Regions from separate parts of the Gossypium hirsutum genome. Here region 1 is linked to region 2. The links are chromatin contacts, called in public Hi-C maps. All regions are on one chromosome and are shown on one strand. Each heading gives the region's core, a stretch centred on a gene start, on an enhancer-like site or on the middle of the called end of the contact. The rest is flanking DNA. Distances are from core to core; before and after follow the strand shown. Region 1 holds the start of LOC107905242 (serine/threonine-protein kinase PBS1). Region 2 holds the start of LOC107938451.

Region 1 (3,386 bases), core at 110-2,609, 190 kb after region 2:
TTTCCTTTTGTGGCATAAAGACAAATAAAATATGGTTTGAGGCTCGAACAAAACAAGGGCTGAAGCAATAAACAATTACCTGACCAGTGCTCTCGAGCTGCCCTTTGTAAACATGTCCGAATCCACCTTCACCTAAGAAAGACTCCGGCCTGAAATTCTTCGTGGCAGCGGCAAGCTCGCGAAAACTAAAAATATGGGCAGCAATTTGAACACCAGGACCATCCCTGGGACATGGTAGTTCCCTTTTGGACCCTCCATTACTCCTCGATCTAAGCCGGTCCCCTCCTGCCAAAACTCCATTGAAACAGACACTATTTAAAGATCTAAAGTACCATTCACATACAAAGAAACAATCTACCAACAAAAGATATATGGACTTGCTTATCATATTCTAAAGAAAGCCAATTTTAGTTTAAGATATTAAATTAATTCCAATTTATCAATATCATCATTAGATCCTAATTACATCAAAACAAAAACAACCCAAACTTTAAATCTCTAAAATTTTTTTAAAAAGCATCATTATATTCTAAAGTAAGCTATTTTTAGTTTAAGATATTGAATAAATTCCGATTTATCAATATCATCATTAGATCCTAATTACATTTAAAAAAAAACACCCAAACTTAAATCCCTAAAAACATCCATAGGGTTAAATAAAAAAAATAACAATGATAAAATTTTACAACAAAAAAACAAGCATACCATCATCTAAACATTGAAATAATAATAATAATAATAACAGAGAAAACCCAGATCAGATCAAATGAATAAAGTAATTAATTTTCTTTCTTTTTTTTAATTAAAAGCTAACCTGATGACAATCTGGAAATATTAGAGGAAACAGTAGGTTGGGCTTGCTTTGGATCATTGCTTTCATTTACAGTATTTAACTTCTCTTCTTCCTTCGAATCGAAACAAGAAAAACAACCCATCCCTTAAAAGAAAATTTCAAAACGAACCCAGAAATCAAATTTCCTTAAAAGTCCTAAAAATTATATCAGATTTACCGTTAACTTGGCATTCCCAATACTTTCTTTTTTTTTTACAAAAATTCAAAATAAAAAGTTATAAAAATTTTGGGCACCCTCGATTCTATGCCTTTAAACGATCAAATCATTGAAAAATAAAGGATTCAATGAACGTAATTAAAAATTATGAAAGGGTTTAATTAAATATATTTGAAAGTAAAAGAGAAATTTTTGAAGCAAAATAGAAGAAGAAGAAGAAGCCGGCTTTGGGTTACCGGATATTATGTATTAAAAAAAATTTATAACTACCACCTCACTCTCTTCCTTTTGACCATATAGAGGGAAAACTTGGATAAAATGAAGAGTAAATCACACCCATGGTGATTCTACAATTGGACTTGTTCTATTTTTGTCGCTTTAAATGTTTCCTTCAATTTACTCACTCTAATTATAATAAGGTAAAATGGTCTCTCCAGTCCCTATCAATTGCAATTTTGAGCAAATTAATCCCTCTAAAAAACTTAGAACAATTTAATCCTTATCAATTTTAAAAGTGAGCAATTAAGGACAACTAATCAAGGTGTCAATCGTGGATAAGTTTGATTGGTATAATAATAAATTTAGCACTTAATGTTTACATATTTTGTTAATTTGGTCTTGATTCTAAAAAATTCAACAAATTTAGCCTCAACATTTACACATTTACAAAAGGACTGCGGGCTAAATTTGTTAAATCATGACTAAATTGATAGAATATTTAAATTATGATAGCTCAATTTGTTATTAAACCAGTCAAATTTATGTAAAAATTGATGAAAAACATTAATATTGTGGTTAATTGTCTTTAATTGCTCACTTTTAAAATTAACAATGATTAAATTACTCCGATTTTTTTGAGAGGGACCAATTTGCTCAATATCAAAATTGAGAGAGACTAAAGAGGTTTTTTTTACTTTAAAATAATTTTGCAATCACTACCGTTAAAATTTTCGTTTCCCTCTAATGGCTTAAAAAAAATTCTCGTTGTTTCCTTTACTACCTTATGTTTTCTTTTCACTTTTCGATTCCCTCCTCTTTTTTTCTCTTTTGAACGGTTTGATTGCAGATGTGGTCTTTGAGCTCATGGTGAGTTGCAAGAACGGCGATAGCTTCTCAGCCAAAATGGAAGAAAACGTCGTCCGTTAATTCGCTTCTGAGCTTGATGTCATCGAAGCTCTCTCTTATTTCTCTCATCTCAAAAAATATTGGGCTATGTATTATCAGGGGATCCGACACCATTTCAAACAGTACTCGCCATTTCAAGTTAATTTAGTTGTTTAGCAAAACCTAAAACACCAAACATTCTCCCAACTTCGTCATTTAAACTAAAGTAACATTTGGTTTTTAGGTGAATTCTTAATAAATTTATTATTTAATTATTTTCGCCCACATCTTAATTTTGTCATAATCTTATTGATAATATCGTTAACTGAGTTAATGTCATAAGTTAACTTGATATCAATTCAAGAAAAATGACGAAATTATGATAAACTATTAGAGTGCATTTAATATTCTTAATATTTACCTATTTATATTTCATTTTGCTCGCAGTTTAAACTGATCATATTGTATATATCCTATTATTATTAATTTCAAATACTACATTTTATTATTTATTATATGTTATTTATACATGCATCCATAGATTCTAAATACGTAGTTTCCACGTGCATACGTTTGTGATAGAATTTTTAGTATTATTTATTTATTTTAATTGAAATTAACATTCTTAATTATTTTTAGTATTATATTATAATCATTTTACTGACTCGTAATGCCTTGAAATCGAAATGCACAAGTTTAGTATACATATAATTATTATATATATTTTTTTGTTTGTTAATTATAATTTATTTTTCTAATAAAAATCCTTTTAACAGCTTTAAATTAAATGATTATTATATTTATGTTATTTCAAAAATTACCAATTTTTGTTATAATTTATATAAAGGATCGATAAAGAAAATTGTCTATTTGTTTTAAATTTAAACGTAGTCAATCATTATAATTTATATAAAGGGACCTGAATGGGAGTTCAAGAATATGTCAGCATCGAAGGCCTTGCACTTTGTCTCCGCATCAAGGCCGATCGGGCCGAGCTTTTTGGATAGAACGAGCCGAAGAGAGCTCGGATATGTGTTTTTTTTTTTCATCTGGTTCAAGTGAGAAATCTGGATAAACATTGATGGAAGAAAATCGGGATGTTAGCCGTTTGAACCATCGGAACTACCTTGTGCGCTTTGTCGTCTTTTCTCTCGCCAATTCTCGCCCCACATCTTGGCTTCGGCTACAGCTCGTTCCCTATCCAAATCCCTGTTCAACATCCTGGCTGTTTCTCTAGGGGAGTTCTCTTTCTCGGACCCTTCTAAATCCCCC
Region 2 (3,406 bases), core at 744-3,243:
AACTTAAATTCCGTTGAGGTATGATGACGTTACACTTTTAAGATTATGCCACATCATCACCTGAAAAGTTGCTAAGTTTCAAGACTAATGCATACCCAAAAAAAATGTTCAGGGACCAAATCAAGAAAAGTTGTCAAATTCAAGGACTCAAAGTTGCTTTAATCCTCACCCTTCAAAGCAAATTGATGCAAAAATCCATAGAATGTCTTCGGTTTTGCCTTTCCTAGTTAAAACAGACATGTCCTAATCCTATACTAAAAATCGAAGACTCAAAAGTTACTCGAATGGGGCCGAATTACAATGATATTACCTTCTTTGAAAACGAGTCCAGTCAATGCGGCAAACAGAGGGCCAACAAACCAGACTGCCATGGGGTTCTCGATAACATACTGAACCAAGTTCTCTCCGGCTGGTTGAGCAAGGACTAAGTAGGTTGCCAATGATCCAACAACACCGAGGACCCAAAACGCTTGAAGGGTGCGTTTAAGCTCGGTTATATAGATGTGAATCAAGTACAAGGATAGCCCTAGTCCACCAGCACCGATCAAGTAGATCAAATTAAGGTTGTTTTCAATAATTTCTTTCAATGTAAAGCCATCAGGTAAAAATGCAGCTGATGAAGCAATTAGAAAGGATGAAGCAGCAGTTACTAATCCTGACCTATATAAAAGAACCTGCCAATAAAAATATATATATATTTCAGCTCAAAGGGTTCATCAAAATTGTGTTTTTCCCAAGGATTTCAGAACCTGATGGCTGGTTGAATCAGTCATGCCACCGGTTTACTAGTCCCTAGTCCGACTGTTCTGTCTAGTTTGATTAAATAAATTATTCAAAAGAAAATTCAGGTTCAACCGGTCAGTACCAATTCCCGGGTCAACCGGTATAATGCCTTTCCTCGGACTGATACCCTGTCCGGTTTAAACATCGTTGGTTTTTCCTCTTGAAAATTCTCAGAAAATATTCACAGATTCACTCAAAGGAAATATAGAAATAGCAAAAGGGTATCAGAATTGGTTTCCCTTCATGCAAATTCCAAGAAAATTTTCACAAATTACTCAAGGAAATACAGCAAGAACAAAAAGGGCACAAACTAGTTTTCCCTCAGGCGAATTCCCATAAAATTTTCACAAATTACTCAAGCAAATACAGCAAGAGCAAAAGGGAATCAACATTGTTTTCCCTCATGCAAATTCCCAGAAAAAATTCACAGAGAACTAAGGAAATACATCAAAAGCAAAAGGACATCAAATTTGGTCTCCTCTTGCAAATTCCCAGAAAATTTTCACAAATTACTGAAGGAAATACAGCAAAAGCAAAAGGGTATCGAATTGATTTCTCCCATTCAAATTCCAGAAAAAATTTCACAAATTATTCAAGCAAATTCAACAAGAGCAAAAGGGTACCTAACCAGTGTTCCCTCAATCAAATTCCCAGAAAAAATTTCACATATTACTCCAGAAAAACTAATCAAGAGCAAAAAGGGTATTGAAAATCAAAACTCATTACCTCTCTTACATCTTCAGGATCAATAGTCCATGGACCAAAAGCGCCTTGATAAACCGTCCTATCAATAGAACCCTGAGAGCTTTCACTCGCAGCATTGCACTTTATCTTCCTATTTCTAAAACCCAACGAGGACGAAGATGATGAGAAAAGAAATGGCTTCGCTTGGTTCGTGGAAGGCTTAATTTTGGGTTTGTTAAATGTAGTGGAAGAACAAAGGGGAGTTAATGAAGTGGTCGATAATACTCGAGACGCCATAACCAAGAGGATTTTGCTCGATTCTTTTTTGAGTTTTCAGTGGCTTGTAACGTGGATTAATCTAGACAATCTTTGATACTTTGTCATTTTATTGGGATCAGATAATTTTGATTATATCAGATATTTTCCTGTTGATAAACGTGTTGAGTTGAGATGGCCGAGTAAAAGTTCCTGGTCCGAAAAGAACACTTTTTAGCCTTGTCTTCCTTTTTTTGTTTTAACATATGATGAAATCAATGTTTGTTGGAAGCCCATTCGAATTTGGACCAAATTTGTTTAAGAATTGGATTATTTGCTTGGTCTGAAAATCTCAATATGATCTGGATTGGTTTGAATGGCTTGAATCAGAGGTGTTCATGGTGTAGTCAGTCAGCTCTATCTTGGGTTGAGTTTTGGTTTAATTATGTATGTTTAAGAATCAAATTGATCAAATTTATAAATTTAGAGGGTTAAATTTATTAAATTATTTAGAATTAAGATAAAATTGATAGAATATGTAAGTATTGATCACTAAATATGTTATTATACTAACTAGAGAAAAGCCATGTTAACCATTTAAGGAAGAATAGTCAAAACAGAACTGATCTAAAATGTTAATGATGAAATTGAAAATTTTTATAATTTGGTGACCAAAATAGAAGTATACTAATAGTTGGGTGGCTGATTGTATAGTTTACCCTAAAAAAAAGTTAAAATATGCTATAAGCCATTATACTCTTCGAAAATTTAAATTTTAATCTTTGTACTTTTATTTCTAAAAATTTAGTCCTATTTTTCAAATTTGAAAATTCAAATTTAACTATTAATATTTTGTTAAACTCAAATTCATTACATCATCATTTCTTTTAATTACATGGATACAAATTGAATATATTTTTCTAATTTCAAAAAATCACACCAACAAATTCAATAAAAAAATTTAATAGTGTTAAGTGTTAACAATTGAACCTAATTTTGAAATCTAAATATAAAGATACTAAATTCCTAAAAATAAAAGTACAAGGACTAAATTCTAAATTTATGAAAAGTATAGAGACCTATGGCATATTTTAACCTTGAAAAAAAGCTCATCAGCAATAAATAATAATGATAAATTTTCATTGATCAAACAGAAAGGTACACAAACGGAAACTCAAAAGAATTTGGATTCACAATACACACAAACTCTTTAGTAAAATTTAAACAACTTTTCAAGTCCTTGACTTCCCAGCAATTTGCAGATTGGGATCTACAAAAGCTTTAAAAAATGTCAATGAAAAATAGCAACAAAAGCTTTATCTTTTTTACAATGCCATGAATGATAGGATATACATTCTATTTGTTTTTTATAATTTACTCTTTTTGTATCAATCAAAATTTAGATTCACTTTAAGTTTCACCTGATCTCGGATGGATGTGGTTTTACGAAAAAGGTTAGTGCCGATCGAAAGGAAAATCGGTTTTGTTAGCCTGACTTACTTTGAAAGTTTCTCAGTTAGATGAATTCGCTTCGTTTTCCGAATTTGAAGGGCTTTCTTGATTATTCTCCTTATTGTTGAAGGAACGAGCTGCTTTTCCGGGTCTAGTTCGAACATTAACCCCTACCGGAAACGGCACCTGCAATGCAAAAGGAGGGAAACAGACTTGTGTGAGAGCTTTTTCG

The links. Hi-C and Micro-C count contacts between places; a contact is called where the count stands out from the background.
Region 1: a Hi-C map of leaf shows a contact between it and region 2, with 2.0 times the contacts expected there. The contact joins the promoter of LOC107905242 here to the promoter of LOC107938451 in region 2. A contact is called at or near these places in 2 of 34 Hi-C or Micro-C datasets (both in leaf).

Annotation. Positions count from the first base shown.
Region 1 is chrA01:2,121,232-2,124,617 of Gossypium_hirsutum_v2.1, forward strand. It overlaps LOC107905242 (serine/threonine-protein kinase PBS1), which reads right to left and starts at 1,360. Exons shown (of 5, transcript XM_041117717.1): 1 at 815-1,360; 2 at 80-285. The coding sequence starts at 935. It overlaps LOC107905240 (serine/threonine-protein kinase PBS1), which reads right to left. Exons shown (of 5, transcript XM_016831842.2): 5 at 2,968-3,386. The coding sequence ends at 3,215.
Region 2 is chrA01:1,931,441-1,934,846 of Gossypium_hirsutum_v2.1, forward strand. LOC107938451 reads right to left here and starts at 1,994. Exons shown (of 4, transcript XM_016871621.2): 1 at 1,510-1,994; 2 at 311-674. The coding sequence starts at 1,764. It overlaps LOC107938474 (protein MEI2-like 4), which reads right to left. Exons shown (of 16, transcript XM_041117685.1): 16 at 2,842-3,360. The coding sequence ends at 3,235.